Regions from separate parts of the Mus musculus genome. Here regions 1, 2, 3, 4, 6 and 7 are each linked to region 5. The links are chromatin contacts, called in public HiCAR-type, HiChIP or PLAC-seq and promoter capture Hi-C maps. All regions are on one chromosome and are shown on one strand. Each heading gives the region's core, a stretch centred on a gene start, on an enhancer-like site or on the middle of the called end of the contact. The rest is flanking DNA. Distances are from core to core; before and after follow the strand shown. Region 1 holds the start of Il17d (interleukin 17D). Region 2 holds the start of Ift88 (intraflagellar transport 88). Region 3 holds the start of Fdft1 (farnesyl diphosphate farnesyl transferase 1). Region 4 holds the start of Cryl1 (crystallin, lambda 1). Region 5 holds the start of Nupl1 (nucleoporin like 1). Region 6 holds the start of Xpo4 (exportin 4). Region 7 holds the start of Ctsb (cathepsin B).

What was found. Promoter capture Hi-C pulls out the DNA fragments that hold promoters and counts their contacts. HiCAR-type assays count read pairs that join an accessible place to other places. HiChIP or PLAC-seq counts read pairs in DNA pulled down with a chosen protein or histone mark. Capture Hi-C pulls out chosen DNA fragments and counts their contacts.
Region 1: a promoter capture Hi-C map of pre-B cells shows a contact between it and region 5, with 3 times the contacts expected there. The contact joins the promoter of Il17d here to the promoter of Nupl1 in region 5. A contact is called at or near these places in 2 of 39 promoter capture datasets (hippocampal neurons and pre-B cells) and 1 of 115 datasets of contacts at active chromatin or transcription factors (astrocytes).
Region 2: a promoter capture Hi-C map of liver shows a contact between it and region 5, with 4 times the contacts expected there. The contact joins the promoter of Ift88 here to the promoter of Nupl1 in region 5. A contact is called at or near these places in 4 of 39 promoter capture datasets (embryonic stem cells, hippocampal neurons, liver and 1 more) and 2 of 115 datasets of contacts at active chromatin or transcription factors (astrocytes and large pre-B cells).
Region 3: a promoter capture Hi-C map of pre-B cells shows a contact between it and region 5, with 4 times the contacts expected there. The contact joins the promoter of Fdft1 here to the promoter of Nupl1 in region 5. A contact is called at or near these places in 1 of 39 promoter capture datasets (pre-B cells) and 1 of 9 other capture datasets (adipose tissue).
Region 4: a contact with region 5 is called in a promoter capture Hi-C map of adipose tissue, with 3 times the contacts expected there. The contact joins the promoter of Cryl1 here to the promoter of Nupl1 in region 5. A contact is called at or near these places in 2 of 39 promoter capture datasets (hippocampal neurons and liver), 1 of 115 datasets of contacts at active chromatin or transcription factors (astrocytes) and 1 of 9 other capture datasets (adipose tissue).
Region 6: a contact with region 5 is called in a HiCAR-type map of astrocytes, with 4 times the contacts expected there. The contact joins the promoter of Xpo4 here to the promoter of Nupl1 in region 5. A contact is called at or near these places in 2 of 39 promoter capture datasets (hippocampal neurons and liver), 1 of 484 Hi-C or Micro-C datasets (B cells), 1 of 115 datasets of contacts at active chromatin or transcription factors (astrocytes) and 1 of 9 other capture datasets (adipose tissue).
Region 7: a contact with region 5 is called in an H3K27ac HiChIP or PLAC-seq map of bone marrow-derived dendritic cells, with 15 times the contacts expected there. The contact joins the promoter of Ctsb here to the promoter of Nupl1 in region 5. A contact is called at or near these places in 1 of 39 promoter capture datasets (pre-B cells) and 1 of 115 datasets of contacts at active chromatin or transcription factors (bone marrow-derived dendritic cells).

The regions. Positions count from the first base shown.
Region 1 is chr14:57,523,493-57,526,192 of GRCm38.p6, reverse strand. It overlaps Il17d (interleukin 17D), which reads right to left and starts at 1,364. Exons shown (of 3, transcript NM_145837.3): 1 at 1,272-1,364; 2 at 594-889. The coding sequence starts at 1,286.
Region 2 is chr14:57,422,676-57,425,375 of GRCm38.p6, reverse strand. It overlaps Ift88 (intraflagellar transport 88), which reads right to left and starts at 1,305. Exons shown (of 26, transcript NM_009376.2): 1 at 1,189-1,305.
Region 3 is chr14:63,176,452-63,179,167 of GRCm38.p6, reverse strand. It overlaps Fdft1 (farnesyl diphosphate farnesyl transferase 1), which reads left to right and starts at 1,281. Exons shown (of 8, transcript NM_001360211.1): 1 at 1,281-1,485. The coding sequence starts at 1,387.
Region 4 is chr14:57,397,206-57,399,905 of GRCm38.p6, reverse strand. It overlaps Cryl1 (crystallin, lambda 1), which reads left to right and starts at 1,423. Exons shown (of 8, transcript NM_030004.3): 1 at 1,423-1,498. The coding sequence starts at 1,458.
Region 5 is chr14:60,250,112-60,252,811 of GRCm38.p6, reverse strand. Nupl1 (nucleoporin like 1) reads left to right here and starts at 1,333. Exons shown (of 15, transcript NM_170591.2): 1 at 1,333-1,649. The coding sequence starts at 1,543. Gm38641 (a long non-coding RNA gene) reads right to left here and starts at 1,338. Exons shown (of 3, transcript XR_874661.1): 1 at 1,259-1,338.
Region 6 is chr14:57,663,814-57,666,513 of GRCm38.p6, reverse strand. Xpo4 (exportin 4) reads left to right here and starts at 1,276. Exons shown (of 23, transcript NM_020506.2): 1 at 1,276-1,626. The coding sequence starts at 1,558.
Region 7 is chr14:63,121,115-63,123,814 of GRCm38.p6, reverse strand. Ctsb (cathepsin B) reads right to left here and starts at 1,353. Exons shown (of 10, transcript NM_007798.3): 1 at 1,250-1,353.

The sequences.
Region 1 (2,700 bases), core at 115-2,614, 2.7 Mb after region 5:
TCGGCGCCCCAGCACTTCTAGATTACACTCCTACAGGCCTCCTGTAAAAAAGGGTCATGTGGCCTGGTTCTTCATGGTGTATCTGGCAGAGAATTGGTATTTATTGCATAACAAATACAGAAGCAGCATTTCTTCAAAGATCGTGACAGACCTTTGTAGAAACCAATCGCTCCCAATTTAGTTATACCATCTGCCTCTCCTAGCCCCTCCCTGAGCTCTAGGACCAGTAGACACCCGCCTTACCTGGCCTGCCCCCCGTGGTTCATCCCAGTAGTTCCACCCGGCCCCACCCATCACCTCCGTCCGCTCCTCAGACCCCGCCCCTCGGGCACTACACCATCTCCATAGCACCACCCGACCGTCTTGCCACTCCCCTCCCGCTCCAGCCGATCCCACCCGATCCCCCTCACGACCCCTTCCTTCAAGCACCGTCCACCTATACCGCTCCAGTGGCAGCCGGGCCCCGCCCAGGCCCCACCCGACCCCGCCCACCACGTGCTCCGCCCCGCCCCTCGGCCCCGCCCTCCAACGGACTCCACCCTGCCCCACCCACCTGTTCTGCAGGCCCCGCCCCTCCCCTCGGGCCCGCTCACCTGTACGCCCAGGGCGACACGCTGCGCAGGTTGGTGGGTGGCCGGAAGCGGCGGTCGGCGGCCCTGCCCCCGGCCGGGCAGCTGGCATTGCGCGCCTGCTCGCGCGGCCCGAGCTGCAGCGTGTGGTGGAAGGCGCTGAGCACGCCGGCCGCCAGCCGCCCGTACAGCTGCTCCAGGAGCTCCTCCGGCCGGTCCGCGCAGTCCCGCGGCCGCGCCGGGCGCCTCCCGGTCCTCAGCGCGCCCGCCGCGCGGCCCGGCGCCAGTGCCAGCAGGAAGCCGACCGCGAGCATCCAGACCTGCGGGACAGGCCGAGCTCAGCGTCGCGGGACCCGCCCGGCGCTCCGCACACCGTGAGGCCCTCCCCGAGCATGGGCGCCGCGCGGGCCGGCCCCCGAGCGCCGTCCCCGCCCGCCCGCCGCCCGCGCGGTCCCCGGGGCCCGGCCCGCCGCCGGCCCGCGCGCCCCCGGCCCCCGCCGCCGCCGCCGCCCAGAGCCGGAGCCCGCGCGGGGGGCGGGTGCGGGGCGCGCGTGCACGTGTGCGTGTGCCTGCCGGGCTGCTGCGCGGCGGGCTGCGAGTGCCTGTGAGACGCCTCTCCGGGCCGTCCCGCCGTCCTCCCCCCGTCCCTCTGCCCCAGCCCGGCCTCGGCCATGCCTCGCCGGTACCCCCGAGGGCGCTCACCAGTGTCCCCAACATCGCGTCGCCGTGATGCTTTCCAGACTTGTTAGGAGGGGGGCTGAAGGCTCTTCTGCGAAGTAAATAAGGGCGCCGCACACGCGGGGCGTGTGGCCTGCGGGCTGGGTGTCGCCCCTACAGAAGTGGACTGGCGGTCCGCCTGGCTGGAGGAGGAGGAGGTGGTGACTGGCCTCGACGCCTCGGCACGGACCAGTGGGGCCTCGGGGATGCAGTCGAGAGGCCGACTTTGGCTCAGAGGAAACGGATTTCTCTAGACATTGAAGCGGTCCAGGAGCTGGACAGGCCACTTGGAAATGAATGAACTCCAACCTAGAAGGACTCTCCTTCTTGCGACCACTTCCTCTTCTGGGATTTCATAGTTCGAAGAATTATACAAGAGATTAAAAAACAGTTATGTTCTGTTAGGCTAGAAGGAGGCTGTTTTCCCTTAAATACTCATAAAATGACTCCATGCCTCTTATTCAGCTAAGGGCCGAGTAATAAATACCCTCCCCCACCTGACACATGCTGTAAATGGGCATCTCTTGGTCTAGTTTTACAGTGTTGGAGAACTCAATCATGGTAATTAATTGTGTGAGCAGACATGTAAAATGAGCCTAAAGTTCTGTGAATAAATTAAGGGGAATCAGCTCAAATGAAGGACTCTATTGAATCTGAAGAGAGCTTGCTCACTTACTTGTTCATTATTTAAATGCCTTGCTTACCAGGCATCCAGCTAGTGAATATGATTACTTTTGAGCATTTACGCTTTGAGAATAAAGAGAAATGGCTGAGACTAGCTGAACGCTTTTTGAAAGTGTGCAAAATATTTTTTTGACTCCCTAAAACGGCTTGCAGCTTTGGGTTTTAACCAAGTTGTAAACCAGTGGTTAACTGCGTTTCAGTTCTGCTATGCAGAAAAACACTTGCCTTCAATGTTTTAAAACTGAAATACTTTGTAGCGGCTCTACCTTTAAAAGTCCCTTCAAACCTTACAGCTTAAAACATTTTACAATTCCTAGTAAACACATTTGGGTTTATGAAACACTTTGACTCGCACATAAATTGTTAACGTTGTCTCCTTCCTAGTAAAAAAACGGGAATAAAGACATCAGCACTCAAGTACTACTAATTTTCCATTTGAAAGGTACAGCGTAGGAGTATTTTCGAGGCGAGCTTGTCATTACCAGAGTTCCACGGAACTACTCACTGTGCTAATCAACAAAGTACCTTCCAGTGTCTGACCAGTTTGTGGAAGCCTCCAGTTACTGAAAACTTAAACTGAGTAGAGCATAAGATTCATTTGTGATTAAACAGGGGAGCAAAGGCTATAAATAGGTGCAGATTAAATAAAAAGTTCCCAGATCTGAGCATTTTATGAAGATACAAACATGTTAATAATTATTCCAGACTTGAGGCTGGGGAGATGTCTCGG
Region 2 (2,700 bases), core at 56-2,555, 2.8 Mb after region 5:
CACACTTTCAAATCATATACTCAAAAGCTCCCTCCTTACAAACTCTTCTGATCTCACTTTCGTTTATTCATAAGGTATTGAAACAATCAGCTTTTAGAACTAGACCTTTCTTCTGGCTTTTAACCAGATTTACACACACACACACCTGGGAGACAGACCAATAGTGGAATACACAAAATTTTAAAGATGTAGAAAGCAAGGCTAGGAAATAGTAAATGAATTATCCTTTACTAACAACTATGAATGGCTAAGAAATAATACAACTCAGTATTTCTATATTCTCCAAGGTGGTTCAAAAATAATTTGGGATGCTGTCACTTCAATATTGCCAGTGAAACTATTTTACATGGCAAAGTCCTTTTTATATACTTCTACCTTGATACAGTTCACACTCAAAATGCCTATTGTAGTTTCTCCAAAGTTACCAACCAGAGTTGAAGATAAAAAGGAAAAGTGGAATTTTAGGCTTTTGGGAAAACAGTAGTCAGATATCTTTTGTCTGTGCATCCTTAGATTCAACCAACTAGAAACTGAAAACATTTGGGAGAAATTTTTTATCTGAACTGAACATGCACAGGCTCCCCCCCCCCCCCCCCGCCCCCAGCCTCCCGAGCGTGCTTTTCATTATTCCCTGAACAATTAGGCATAACAATTAATTATAGAGCAATAAACAGTCTAAGATAACAAAAATGGGAAAATGGCTTATATACAATACAAATATACCATCGTATATATGTGAAAGAGCACCTGGGAACTTTGGTATCCAGGGAAACTGGGTGTCCTAGAATCAATTCCCAGAAGATATGTTTTTATCTTTATAAGACTGTGATTTATTCATTCTTTTCTGTACTTTTGCTTTTACTCCCGATTACTAGGTAATCAAAGCTTCACCGGATGCAAGTATTAGAAATGTTCGCTGTAACCTACTGTGAAACTCTAAAAGTTTCACTGCTGCCATGGCATCGCCAAGCCGTGTGACATTAGCCCGGGTAGCCGTGCCGGGTGGAGCGGGAAGTCCACCCCCTGAGAGGAGCACCATCCAAGTGTTGGCTACGGAAGCGCAGTCGCCAGGAGCCGGGCTTGGGCGCCGCCAGCCCGCCTGCCCTCGCGACCCCGCCGCCGCTCACGCACGGGGCAGGGAGAGGGCAGCAGGGAGGGTGGCCGCGAGGGGCCGGGCGCTTCTCCTACCTCGCGCCGAGGAGGAGCGGGCTGACCACGAGTGGGCCGAGGGAAGAAGCGACGCCTGATCCTAGGCAGGCCAGAGCGGGACGCCCAGCCGTTGCCAGGCGCGACTCCAAGGAAGCCGCTCCCACAGGCCTCCGCGCCGCGTGGGCGAGGCCGGAAGCTCGTGACCGGAAGTGCAGGGCTGCTGGGACCTGTGGTCCGCCAACAGCGGAGTGATTCTCGAGGCTGGCCCAATGTTTATGGTGGTCCAGGAGATGCTACAGGTGTAGGAGTAATCACAAGAAGGAAACCAAGGTCGAGTGAACCCCGAGGCAGCCATCCCCAAAGCTGGAGACCAGAGCAAGATGGCCCGGATGAATAGAATGTGTCCCAGAGCCACTACGCGGCTTGGGAACCTTGGAAGACTGTTTTCTGTGGAACATTGCGTAGAATTGTACGCGTCGTCCCATAAATTTGTCATATTAATCCTGTCTGGGTTCTCTCTAAATAAATTTAATCTGAAAATTAAAAAGTAAAGGTAATGTAATGCCAGCTATGATGACGCACATCTGCAATGGGAGTAGAGATGACGCTCAGGAGTACAAGACCAGCAGGGGACACCCTGTCTTAAAGACAAAATAATATTTCTTTCCGGAGCAAATGTTGGGCATGTTGACTTGAAGCCCGTTATAAAAAAACTGAAGTTTACTAACCTTTATTGTTCAGTTGTGTCAGAAAGTCATTGAATATGTAACATCCACCTTAGCCTCCCACGGATGGGGGTGGGGACAGATGTAGGGGACAAACTATTAGATTGGTCAGGTTCGGGCTACTTGGTGTGTTTTGAAGACTAAACCTCTTTATCTCTGATCCAGGTGTGTTGTATCAGCATTCAGAAGGTTACCTTGCAAGTGGGGTATATCGTACAGTAACTGACAGTATCTGGCAACTGTGTGTCAATAAGTAGTTGTTACGTTAATTAGTGAACATCATGGGGATATTTTAAGTTACTGCACTTCAATATAGAAAGAAAAAATACTGGAATCACAAGTTACTGCACTTCAAAAAAGAAAGATAAATACTAGAGTCAATCTTTTTCTTTTTCTTTTTTCTTTTTTCTTTTTTTTTTTTTGTTTGTTTGTTTGCTTGTCTTTTGAGACGGGGTTTCTCTGTGTAGCCCTGGATGTCCTGGAGCTCTCTGTACACCAGCCTAGCCTCAAACTCCTTGGTGCTGGGATTAAAGGTGTGTGCCACCATTGTCCAGCACTGAACTTTTTTTTTTTTTAAATGACTGTACATTCAGGGTACCCAGTCCTTGTCTGAGAAGAAGACATTATGTTTTTGTTAAAATAAAGGTTCATCAGGCAACATATTTTCTTATTTGTTCCCACACTAATTATCAAATAAACTGTCAACATATGTAATTAGTTACATATAAAGTGGGATGGGTAGCAGACAAGCCTGAGTCCCATGAAGTGGGTATGGAGTGAAAGAGTTCCATGTGTGAACATGAAGAACACTAAAGGAAAAACAGGT
Region 3 (2,716 bases), core at 32-2,531, 2.9 Mb before region 5:
TATATAATATATTCTGATCATATTCAACCCCTATTATTCTCTCGTCTTCCCGCCCCCACTCTTCTTGAACTTGTCTTTAAAACTAGTCATTTTTCTTCTTGATCTGTCAGTAGGTTTAATTAGGGTTACTAACAGAAGTATGGGCAACTTACTAGCAGACATACCACTTAAAATCTTTGTCTATCTTTAGGTGATACAAAGGCACCACCGAACTTGATGACCTGAGTTCTATCTCCAGGAGTCAAATGGAAGAAGAGAAATGACTTCCACACATGGTATGTGTGTGATAACACTTATGCTCACATCAAAATATAATAAAAAGGTGTAAGTAGAAATGAAGGCTAATTGGAACAGTAAGAATTATGACTGTAAAGGGGAATGTAATAAAAATACATTATATAAGTGTATGAAGACTTCATAATAAAACTTATGTATCATTTATGCTAGTAACTTTTTAAGTCATTCCACCAGCAACCATCAACTACCAATAGAACTGGGAGGGAGCCCTTCCTCGCTCCTTGCAATCCTTAACTGGGGAGAGCAGGAGGTATTTGTTCCCATCACATCCCTGGGAGGCCCAATCTCGGGCAGATTTTGCAAGCACTACATAAGTCCTGGTTCACGTCAACTAGAACATCGAGAGGTATTAAGAGCTCAGTTCCCTTTGTTTTTGCAGCTTTGAAAATGGGATCCAAGAATCATCGCCATGTCGTCTCACAAAAGACGGGTGGAGAAGTCTGAGAAATACTGTGCGCTGTCCCGCTTGGAGTTTCCCGGGGCTCAGCAAAGCCCCGGTAAACTCGAGCCCCTGTAAACTCCTCGGAGGAAAGCAAGACTGTTTTATCTGTTCTCAAGCCGCGAGGCGCGTTTCCAGTCCCTGCTACCCTTTCACTCTGACTCGGCTTTGCCAGCCAACCCCTTAGGTATATCAAGAGGTGAACTCAGACTGGAGGCCGAGGTCCCTAGGATCGTGCAAAGCTCTCAAGCCTTTCGCGGAACTCCAGAACGTCCACGCATGCGCCTCGCTCGCTGCCAGCCTACGACACGCAGGAACAAAGGCTCTCTGCTGGGTACCAATCGTGTTCGCTGGCTGCTTTCCAGCTCTCCAATCAAATTCTAGGGTGTGGTCATCGCGCCAGGCTCCTCCGGCTTCCGATTGGTTAACGTTTTCCTGGTGCGAGCAGCTCTGGCCAATCAACGTCCGTCAGTCCACTCCGCGCGTCCTAGCCTGGAGGCGCGAGCGGCGCGGCCGGTTGAGGAGGGCGGGAGGTGGGCGGGACGTCCGGCGCTGGCCCCGCCTCCTCGCCCTGCCCACTCCCCGGCGTCTAAACACAGGTGGGAGCGGGAGATCCCGACAGGTGAGCCCCGCGCCCAGCAGTCGCAAGGATGGAGTTCGTCAAGTGTCTAGGCCACCCGGAGGAGTTCTATAACCTGCTGCGATTCCGCATGGGAGGCCGGCGGAATTTTATACCCAAGATGGACCAGGTAAGTCGAGCATCCCTGCTCCCTCGCAGGCCTGTGGCGGCTTCCCGCACAAGAGGTCTCTAGAGGATGGATGGTCTCTGACACCCTGGTCTTCACGGAAGGCGGGATCCCTGCCTGGGTCGCGCACCCCCACTAGGGCCATGTCCCCCCCCCCCCCCCCCCGCCTTTCAAGGTTTCTGTCTGTTCAAGCCATTGCTTTTCTTGGTAGTTTGGCTGCGTATTTTGTTCTTCTAAGCTTGGAGTTATTTTTACCTAAATGGGTGCGTTCCAGAATTGAGATTAAAGAGAACACGGTTGAGAACAATTTTGAGAACATAAGGAACCCTGGAGGAGTTATCGTGCCTATTTTCACTGGAATGAAACTTACTTCGCCCCACCCACTCCTTCCAGTTTTCAGACATCACCTCCCGCATAAGCTTACTCACCTTTCTGCAGCCACTATTTTATTCCTGGGTGCTTCCTACGGTTTTTGTTGTGTCCAAGTTCCTACTAGTTATTGGCTGCCAGAGGCCAGAACATGTTTGTTTTTTTGGTTTTTTTCGTATTTCATTGGTCTGTTCCCTTTCTTAAACGCGTGCTTTTATGATAATACTTACTCTGACAAAAGTATGTAACTGTTGCATGATGACACATCCAGTTAACATCAAAAACTTAAACGTTTCCCCTTCACTGGAAACATCAGGCACTGTATTTTATTTAAAGGTATTCTTAATTGGTGCCCTTGCTTTTCTCATTCAGAATCCTCCCTTTTTTAAGATTTAGCTCTAACAAGTGCTCTCAGCCATTCAGCAGACCCTGGACACCTGTCAGTGATGGGCACTCTGTGGGGTAAAACATGGATAGCAGTGTAATTAAGGGCATAGACAGGGTCCACAAGGAAATGAACGCCAAGAGTAGGTTTCAGGGGAGAAGAAGGTACAGTTGCCAGATTCTTGCACGGATAAGTAATCAGAGCAAGAGCAAGAATCTGCTTTATAATCCAACTTGAGCTCCTGACAGCTCCAGTGACAGGTAGTTCATTCTGACCTGCAAGGTCTCCTTACCTGCCTTCTCTAGCACCCTTTAACTTAGACCCGTGATCCCAGAGCCACTTTCAGATGCAAGATTCTTTATTTCAGTCTCGCAACAACTTCAGGGTTCTCTTAACTCGGTTCTGAATTTTATTTTTTCAAGACAGGGTCTCACTGTGTAAGCCCTGGCTGTCTTGGAACTCACTTTGTAGATCAGGCCA
Region 4 (2,700 bases), core at 174-2,673, 2.9 Mb after region 5:
ACCATGACCAAAAAGCAAGTTGGGGAGGAAAAGGTTTAGTCTTGCAGTTTGTCACCGAAGGAAGTCAGGTCAGGGACTCAAGCAGGGCAGGAACCCGAAGGCAGGAACTGATGCAGGGGCTATATAGGGAGCTGCCTACTGGCCATCCACAATGGGCCCTCCCCTCTTGATCACTAGTTGAGAAAATGCCTTAAGCTGGATCTCATGGAGGCATCTCCTCAACTGAGCAGCCTTCCTCTCTGATGACTCCAGCTTGTGTCAAGATGACACAAAACCAGTCAGTACACTCTCCCTTGCAGAGAGGGACTGGCCATCAGTGTAATTTGGCCGATCTGATGGGTAAAAGGTGTTTTCCTCGTGCCACTTTTCATCTCATTTAAACGGGGCTCGGCATCTTCAAATGTTTATTGATAATTTGTGGAACTGTTTAAAAACCTGACTGCCTCAGAGGTTTCTCTTTCCGAATCCCTGACAAGGTGGTGGGAATAAGGCAAGTGTCTACTCTCCTGAATCTGTCAGTGTGAGTGTGTTCTGATTTCAGCTTTTCCCAAACTGCTGGCCTCAAAGTGTTTCCACTTCCGATTGTGGGCACAAAACTTGTGTCATGCAGTGTAATGCCTCTCGTTCTCTGGTCTCAGACCCAAGTGTAATCAGGGCACTAGCCTTTTTTTTTTTTTTTTTTTTTTTTGCAACAGGGTCTTGCTGTCTCTGAATGTAGCCTGGCTGGAACTCCCGGTTCAGCCTCCCAGGTTTTGCGAGAGCAGGTGCATTCCATCACGCCCTGCTTGGTTTTTCTTTTTCTTTTCCTAACACATTTGGCACTGCACGCCTCTGGAAGGAGGAAGTAAGGCACACAGAAGCTGTGGTACGCTACAAGGAATTCAAATTCGTCCTTCCGTTTCTCAGAGTAACATATCCGGAGTTTCCATTTGTAGCTTGTCCCTTAAGTATCCGGGCCTCCGTTCACATCAGTGAAGCCAGGCTGCAGGTATCTCACCAGACCTGGATTTCCAGTGTAGAGTAGAATGTAAACAGTGGAACAAAAGTCCTTAAAGTGACAAACTGGTGCTAACGTCTTTAAAGCAACATTTTCTTGAAAGTGTCTCTGGGGTGAACCTTTGCGCCAACCTGGCAGTATCCGCTCATGGTTTAATGGTTTCCTGTTAGAAACTTAAAAATAAAAATTGCTCAGCTCAGAAGTGTCTGGTCTTCCCTGTTTGCATCCACCGTCCCACGCTCCCCGGTGCTAGAGCCCAGTGGCCTTCCTGAAGTCTCTCCCCGAGGGCTCCGCCTCTCCTGCGCCTTGGCCCCTCCCCGGAGCTTGTCAGCCAATGGGATAGTCCTCATGAGGTTTGGGCACGCCCACCCAGGCGCCCAGCCTTATTCTGGCGCGCGACCCGCTCTGCTTTGCTCGCTCCCTCCGCTAACGCAGCTGTACAGCCAGGCCCGGATCTGCCATGGCGTCCCCAGCAGCGGGCGGGGTGGTGATCGTAGGCAGGTAAAGGTCTCAGTGGCGCCGTGCTGCAATGGCTGGCGCCCTGGCAGCGTCCCGAACGCGGGACCTCCCGCGGGCGGCCGTGGGTGCCTCGGGTGGGCATCAGGCTGTACCTCGCTCCTCCAGGCGCTTCGCACTTGGGCTCCGAAGCTAGTCTGGCAGTAGACTAGGTGGTGGCCGTGGCTTAGCCAAGCAGTAAGGAGAGCCTTAAATCGGTGCGGGGTCACTTTTGTCAGCGCAGGCCAGAGGTGCCTGGCATCATTGAATACTAGCAATGAACCTGCGAAAACTGTGTTCTTATGCTTTTGAGACGGAGGTCTTGTGTAGCTCATCCTGGCCTCAAAATTTCTAGGTTAGCTGAGGCTATCCTTGAACTCTTGATCCTCCTGCCAAATACCCCAGCGTGAAAGCAGCTTATTCTTATTAAGAACGCAGACAAGAGTTTTACCAAGATGATAGTAACTAACGGATAACTATTGGCCTGGGTTGGCAAGGAGGCTGGTTCGCATGCACCACTGGGCTAGGCTAAATCTCTCGAGGCAGAAACCTTGTCAGTCAAGGCACCCTGCTTTCCTGTGTGTATGTGTCCCAAGGCAGGAGGCTGAGTCACTTTAACAGCCCAAGTTCATCTGACACACCAATTTCTGTTCTCATGATTCCCCTTTCTCCTTATTGCTTCTTTTTTTAAAAAATAAGAACGCTTAGAATATCTTTCATTGCCTAGCTGTCTGAAAGTCTATCAACGTGTAGCAACACATAATAACTAGTATTGGTTGGTAGCTATTAAAGGAGTGGCTTCATGTCCCTGCTTATAGTTTTGGCTACTTGTTGTTCTGCCTGCAGACCAGTCCCAAGTTCAGGCTTTTTCCTTGAGAGTTCTTTGGAGGGAGGTGTCAGAATGCTGTTGCTATTTTCTCTCTTACAGAACTGCAGAATTAGCTGTACCTTTGTCCTTTCCCGTGGTTGCCTGTGGTTGAATGGTCAAGAAATATCAAAAGTGTGCACTTTGCTCCTGTGGTGAACTGTGCTGCCTCGCCTTCTGTGAGAGCCACTGGTGTCACGGGCTAGGTTTTTGCAGGTCTCCGTTGGGAAGTAGATCTCTGCCTGCACCTGACAGGTGTCATGTGGGATTTTGACTGGATTTTGCATTCGTCTGGCTGTGGGTGGTTCATAGACTCCCAAGGAGAGACTCAACAGTCAGTTAT
Region 5 (2,700 bases), core at 84-2,583:
GCCAAACACACCTTTTGACGTCATCTAACTTTTGTGACCTGCCAAAGGGAAATGGCGAGGAACAGAGTTTTCATCACTATGAGTATTTGGGGGAGAGGACAGGGCTCTACAATGAATCTGGAGGGTGTTCCGGTTCAGCCAACTGCAGGTAGCAATGCTCAAGGTCAACACAAAACAAGTGCTGAATTGTGGGGGAGCTGTGAGAAAAGAAGTGCCAAGGATTTGTCATATAAAGGGCACTGAGGGCCAGACTCAGAGACCGTTGGGCTTTTGTTCGAATCACTACCATGGGGAGGATTGTGCTTTAGCATAAATCTGAGGGGTCTGATGATGGGATCAATTTCATCGAACAAAACTTGGCAGCTGGTCAACGCACTTGCAGGAATAGTATGCCAATTCCTGCCAGAGAATTAAAGAACCATGATATGATGGCAGTGTCCCCAGACCACCGCTAAGAAGCATTTCTTGGTGCCCACGTTGCTCCGGGTGCCCGTACATTCTAATTTACATCCCTCTGGGTTTTTTTTTTTTTTCAGATTTATTTATTTTATGTATGAGTGCACTGTAGCTGTCTTCAGACACACCAGAAGAGGACATCAGATCCCTTTACAGATGGTTGTGAGCCACCATGTGGTTGCTAGGAAATTGAACTCAGGATCTCTGGAAGAGCAGTCGGTGCTGAGCCAGCTCTCCAGCCAGATCGCTCATCCCTGTCCTTACACTTTCCAATTCGCAGTTCCTCTCGTAAATACCCCAAGTTATGGGAAAGCCACATAGCCAGGAAGCAGTCTTCAGGGAAGGTCCCCAAGAACGGCACCCATCCCATTCACCGTCCACTAGGATTTGGGGCACAGTGTCCTGACCTCAGACTCGGAGGCAGAGGAGCCTGGCAGTGTCACGCCGCCCCGCTGAACCCTCCGTGCAGGAAGCACAAGCGTGCAGTACCATGGGGTGCTGACCGGAAGCGTGTGCGACTTAAAACCCGTACATTTCTGGACCCTCAAAAGGTAGACACCCTCTTTTTTTCTCGGGTGCAGCGACACCCAAATGAAACTCAGACGTCCCCTTGGAGGAATGTGAGGTGACGACCAAGGTCTTCTCCAACTCTAGAACTCTACGCATGGCTTTTGACAGGAGGCCGGACCGAAGCCGCACTCCAGGGCCTTCATTCAGGAAGTAAAGCACGAAATCCCGCGAGACTCTCCGGGCACTTCAGGGGCTTAGCGCTTTAAGCGAGTAGGCGGGGCGCCCACCTTACCTCATCCGCCCGGCCTCACACGAGTACCGCTTCCACTCCGATCCCAGGGTTCCCTGCGCGGCGGGCGCGCTTCTAGTGCGTTCGGCGCGCGGGCGGTGTCGCGCATGCGTTCGCCTGTGGCTCCGCCCACTCCGCCCTCGCCTTGCCGCACCGCCGCTTGGGGTTGTTTCCCACCCGGTACCCGCTGGGCACCAGCTATGTGGCACGTCCCTCTTCGGCAGTGAAGGGACAGAAGCGTCCTAGGCCTCTCCACCCTAGCTGACGCCTTCGCGCCAAGGGCCGCCATGGCCACGGGGTTCTCCTTCGGGTCTGGGACCCTCGGCTCCACCACTGTGGCCCCCGGCGGGACCGGAGCGGGCAGCGGCTTCTCCTTCGGGACCGTCGCGTCTAGGTAATGGTGCCGCCTAGCAGGGGACCCTGGTGCTTCCCCGCGGAGGTCTGCACATCGAGGCCTGCCTTCAGGCTGCTAGGCTTCCCTACGAGCCGCGCAGTGGGCTGTGGACCCCTGCCGCCGAGGCTCTGCAGTCCCCGGTCGCGCCGCGACGACGCGGAGTGGGCCCGACTGCGGGAAGCGGCCTGGAGTCGCGGCTACGCCTACGCGACCCCTCGGGTTCAGGGATAGAATGAGTGTTGAATGAATGACAGCTTGTTGCTGGCTTTTAGGAACAGAAAAATAGGTAGGATGTAAGTTAAAAAAAATATCCCCGGGTGGTTTAGATTTCGGTTTTGAACGTTACGATGCATTGGATTTATGATTTTTTGTTTGTTTCAAGCCTTTGTGCCACAGGACCCCCTTCTGTCTTTTTAACATTTTTATGGCATGTATTGTATCATAGTTATTTTGTGCCCTATACAGATTAGCATAGCATCGCAAAGCATTTTGTGTTATAACCATCCACCACATGATCTTTTCCGTTCACTGCAAGCTTAAGTGGTATATTCTTCAGTTTGTGTAATAGATTCCGGTAGTGACAGATGAGTAGCTAGGGATTCCAAAAAGCTATTTCACTGAAAGCATTAATCACTCAGACTCGGCCTTTGGTAAAGAGTTGATCAAATGAGGAAATGTGTACTCGAAGGACAGGTATCTCCCGAGGCATAACAAGACCTATAGGCTTAATGTCTCAAAGAAAGCTCGCTCTCTCTCTCTCTCTCTCTCTCTCTCTCTCTCTCTTAACAGCCCCCGTTAGATACAGCAAATCCAAAATAACAGTACAATCAGACTGCCCCAGTTAAGTCCCATTTTTGCATATGCTTTCTTAATCTTCACTACCTATGTTGTCGAGACACAGGCGACGGTGTGCTCTGCTGTCTCTTTTAACTTTCACCTTGTTTTCTTGTGTCATCGATTAACTGGCTTTAGGTTTGTCGTTTTTAATGGTGTATCTTACTTAGTTCTTTTTTTTTTAAAGATTTTAATTATTTTTATTTAATGTGTGTGG
Region 6 (2,700 bases), core at 27-2,526, 2.6 Mb after region 5:
AGTAGAGAAGTCAAAAAAATCCAAACAAACAAACAAAAAACCGATTGGCCATGCCTTTAATCCCAGCACTGAGGAGGCAGAGGGCAGGTGGATCTTTGTGTTTGAGGCTGGCCTGGTCTACAGCGTGAATAGAAAAATCCTGTTAAAAACACAAGAAAAGGGGCTGGAAAGATGGCTCAGCGGTTAAGAGCACTGACTGCTCTTCTGAAGGTCCTGAGTTCAAATCCCAGCAACCACATCGAGGCTCACAACCATCCATAGTGAGATCTGATGCCCTCTTCTGTGGAGTCTGAAGTCAGCTACAGTGTATTTACATATAAAATAAATAAATAAAGGCACTGAGAGTGGGTGGGGTGAAGAGAAGAATTTACATTTGTTTCAATAGAAACAATAGTAATAGAGAGATAGCTTAGTGGTTAAAAGCACTGGCTGCAATTCCAGAGGACTCAGGTTCAGTTCCAGCACCCTTACAATCATCAGTAACTCCAGTTGCTGGGGATTTGACACTCTCACACAGACATACATGCACACAAAACAATGCACATAAAATAAAAAATAAATCATTTAAAAATTAATGCAATTCTATTTCGAAGACACAAAACCTCAAAGGGGCGGAGGGCAGACTTACAAATCTCTGGGAAAACCAGGAAGTCTACAGAAGGAACTCAAAAACGTGGATTTTCCCCAGAAAGCAGAACAGGCAGTCAACAAAACTCAGAAAATGGAGCTGTCAGGTCGAAACATACAAATACTTCAACTAGACCACCTTTTGAACATTGAACTAGCTGATGTCGGGATCACTTTCCTGGACGTAGACTTTGAAAAACAAAACCTTAAAGAACCGGAGAGAAGACAGCGCGTTGAAGTTACTGTAACGCACCTTTCCTCGCAGATTCTGTACTTAGCATTGCTATTATAAACTCCTGAAGTCCAAAGCTGGCGGCAGCTGAGCCCTTACTGACTTCAGGAAGCCAAGTGGTTAGGGAGAGGGTTTCAAAAATCAAGAAAACCAAGCATTTCGTCCACGGATGCCCTTTTCTCACAGCGGAATGAACCGCGGAGCGGGAGGCATGAATTCTGGGCGTAGACGCACCCTTAGGAGAGCGCTTCCAAGGCTAAGAGATCCTGCTCCACACCGGACAGCCTATGGGAGCGAGAGGAAGCTCCCGCACGGGCAGGACACCCAAACCTTAACCCGCAGCTAACGGGCTGCGCGGCTCCGGTCCAGGACCTCGCGGCCCGCACCCAGCAGGGAACCACGCATGCGCAGGCCCCAGACCCGCGCGGGATGCCCGGCCGCGGCTGACAGAGCCAACCGCTCGGCCTCGCCCGGTGCCGGCTGCCGCCGCCCTCCTCCCAGCGCCGCGACCGGGCTCACGCTTGTCTCCTTCCAGCTGCTCAGGAATCGGCGGTCCCGTCAGGCCGCTGGGGGCGCGACGCCGACGGCTGCTGCGACAGCCCGGGAGGCGCGAGAGGCGCCGGGGTCGCGGCGGCGATTGGCCGGCCGCGGCGCCTGCTCCCAGAATGCAGCGCATGGCGCGTCATTGAAGAGAGACCATGATGGCGGCGGCGCTGGGGCCCCCAGAAGTGATCGCTCAGCTGGAGAACGCGGCCAAAGTTCTGATGGTGAGGACGCCGGGTCCGGAGAAACGGGGGATTAGTGGGACTCCGGCTGGCTCTCCCTGGTCAGGCCTGCTGTCCGCTGGGTTGGTGGCCAGGAAGGGCCTTGGGATGAACCCTGAAGTGGAGGTGGTGGTGGCGTGGCGCAGGATTCTCCATCCTACTTTCCTCTTGCCTTGGTTCTTTACTTTCTAGTGCTGTCTCCTTCCCTGACCGCCTTGTTCCTCCGCCTGGCACTGGGGTGTAGTGGTGTAAGATGGAGAGTTTCCTGTGCCGCCAGCTTCGCTCCATACCTCGCTAGGCAGACTGGGTAGCAGAGCAAGGCACAGGGTGAACCCCGCAGGACTTGGGTTAGGGAACATTCTTGGGACTGTGTGCATGACGCTGGGGAGTTGATCCTGTTAGGAGAGGGATGGCATAGTCTGGGTGCTGTTAGCAACCCTCGTTCTCTTGTGGATCGGGTCCCCTAGCTCTTTGCCTGACATGCAGACTGTTCTGGGTAACCGCAGCAGGCGGCACGTGGACGGACCGGCCGGAGGGAGAGAGGCTAATCTTTAGGACCAAGGTCGTTGGGGCAAAACTTGGTTCAAGACCTACTCTTTGTGGGTTTCGCGTTTTGGAAAACTGACTCTGTGGCAGGTTCCCAGGTACTTATTAGCTGAAGTCTAACAACTACCACGAAATAGTTTGGTGAGGGTGTTTGAGCAGGACGAGTCGGTATTATAAACAGGATTTCACATAGGGAGCAAAAGTAAGGAGAAGGATACTGTTTCGTTACTTAGTAAACTGTGTGTCTTATGCTTGCTGGCTCAGCCTGATTTCTTTCTTTCGTTCTTTGTAAATTATGACGATTGCATTTGTAGGGTTTTTTGTTTTGTTTTTAAAATTAGATGTCCATTTTATTACTTGAAATGATTTAGACATTTTAACAACTAAATGCAGCTAGATTTCTTTTTTACCCTACTTTAAGGTTACTGTCAAGGATTCTGTTGGAGCATCCTATTTAAGGATATTTTAGTTAAGGCCTGGAGAGACTGCTCAGTAGTTAAGAGCACGTGTTGCTTTTCCAGAGGACCTGAG
Region 7 (2,700 bases), core at 104-2,603, 2.9 Mb before region 5:
TTCTTTTAAGCATGAGTTTTTTTTTTTTTTAAGGAAGGAAGGAGGGATTAAGAAATGAAACCGTTTCCCTCTGTAGTCCCACTGTTGTGGAATCCATTACATAGCCCAGGCTGGTTTCCAATGCACAGCGATTCTCCTGCCTCAGCCTTCCAAGTGCCGTGATTGCCTTGCTCTGGTATGGCTCTGGGGACTCTGGAGTTTTAGGTCACCATGGCCAGAGCCTATGGGAAACAACTGTCCCCTGAACGGCTTCGAACAAAGATGACACCTTCACCAACATTTTGCAAATGCTACTCTGAATCCGGGGACTGCAGACCATACCTCCACAGCAGTCCCTCACAGGAAGCACCTGGAGATCAGTCTTCCCGAGACACTAAAAGGAGTTAAACTTCCCTTTCAATCCCACAATTTATCTCCCTTCCCAAACACGTGAGGGGATCTGGTTAGGTGGAGGTAAGGTGCGGATGGGTTTTAGTCCTTTACTCTTGGGCCCTAGGGGACCAAGTCCAATTTACCTATCTCTTGGTCCGCACGCCCAGCACTCTGGGAGAGGATGCTATCTCTCCCGGCTAGCAGGGCCCTGACTGAAGGAGGCTGTCCTGCAAGTACCTTTCCTCCATCACATTGGCCATTCCCCTCCAGAGAAAGGTTCTGGGAGAGCCCCTATCCTTTAGCTCTGCTTCTCTTCCTGTTTCTCGGTTTAACTCTTCGTGCAGGTTCCACCCCAGCCACCCACTACCAGGTTCCCATTCTCAATAGAACAGGTCTTTTAGGGTGCCAGGCACTGCGTGGGTTTGTGTGTGGAAAAGTTCCCGGGGCAGATTCTTTAGAATAAGCCACAAACCTGCACTAGATGCAGGTCGATACTCGCCCTGAGCACCCCTGAGACTTGCAATCTGCGAGCTGGAAGGGCCAGAGCTGAACCCTTCCCTTTAAGCTCCTCCCTCGGAGCTCCCCGAAGTCCCCACCTCCGCCCTTGAAGTGCGCCAAGGCCACTGGAAAGAAGCCGATCACCGCGGGGTCACCAGGCTCGGCCCTAAAGCGTGAAAGCTGGAGCTCTGCCGGTCTAGCCTGCGGGAGCCTAAGACCGCGATCCGCCAGGGCGAGCAGCATCTAGGGCCGCGGAGGAACCGCGCCTGCGCCCTGGGCAAGTGAAGGGCCTGTCTCCACCACCGCTGCTCAGCCCGCTCCCCCGACCCCAGCCAAAGTGACTTCCGCCATGGAGCCACTGTGCCCCGGGCAAACTCACCGAGCGCAGCGCGACAGCCTGGGCCTGCAGCCACCAAGCCAAACGGAGCCGCTCCTGGCCTCTCCCGTGCACTCCTAAGTACCCGCGCAGCTCCGCCCTCCGCTGGGGGCTGATTCGTCACGTGATGCTTGACCGCGCCCCCGCCCCTGCCGGCCCCTCCCCCTTCATCCCGGGACTCTGCAAGCTGTGTTAAACCCAAAAGAAACTGGTGGTTTGTCTGCTCTCTTTCCATTTCGCACAGAGATGCTCTCCAGGGACCTCTGCAGGTACCCTGCACTGGGAAGATACAACATCTTCGTGACATGCATTCCTCGGGAAGGCCCCGCTGGCTCGGGGACCTGGAAATGTCTGGAGGAGCCTCCTGGCCTTATATTCTGAAGCTCAGACTATAATGGCGTAGAAATACTCAAACCAAGGGAAGCAACCAAAAACTAGAACTGGGCTGGGATTGTAGCCCAGAAGTAGAGCTCTTACTTACCAAGCCCAAGGCCCTGGGTTCGATCCCTAGTTTAAAAAGAAAGAGAGAAACCAAAACCCCATGAATTTTGTCCAAGGCATGTTATGAAATTCAGAACTCCTGCCAGGCCATATGAACCTCCCCCCATCTTGTGTGGTAAGCTAGCCAGTGAGAAGCTGGCTGACCTAGTTGATCTGACAGGTCATAGCATACCCCCACCCCCACCCCAGGGTCGAGCACCCTCAGATCTCTCCAATCCTTAGGTCTATCCTGTAATATAGGAATGGCCTCATGTCAGCATGGTATCTTGTAGCCAGGCTTGTGACGATAAGAAAGGTTTGGATCTAGTGGATTCCAAGGTTCTATTGGTAGGCTCCCAGTTAAGGACAGGAGTGGAAGTGTAGTTACTGAACCCCAGTTAAGTGGAATACAGGAAGAACTCAGAAAACTTGCGGAAAGGCAGGTCCATGGCCATCTGTCCAAGGCCAGCTGTCCCAGCTGCTGACAACAGGTAGAAACTGGCTGCTTATTTTAGGGTAAAAAGTCCAAACAAAAATGAGCAGCCTTTCTTGGCTAAAAGCCCAAAATGTCCTCTGACATGCCCAGAGCCTGGCCCTTGGCAGGAGCTAGAGATGTTTAAGTGTCTAAGCCAAAAGTGTCTCTGGCTGCCAGGAAGGGGGTCTTCAAGTCTTTTCCACAAAGGAGTGACCTTTCCTGGAAGCCATACTGAGGCTGTGACCCAAACTGAAATGACTTCAACACCTGGAATGAAAACTGGACTGACCAGCTAGCTCAACCTTCTTCCTGCCTCCATCCCACTAAAGGCTACAGTCCTATTAACCCCCAGGCTTTGGGGGGCTCCAGGATGGGATCCGACTCCCTCCAGGGACCCCACGGGCTGCTCAAGACCTTTGCCTTCTTTCTCTCCCTTCAGCTCCCTACAGTCCTTCCCACCTTCCTAAAACTCACCTTCTGTGGTCCATGAATTTCCTTC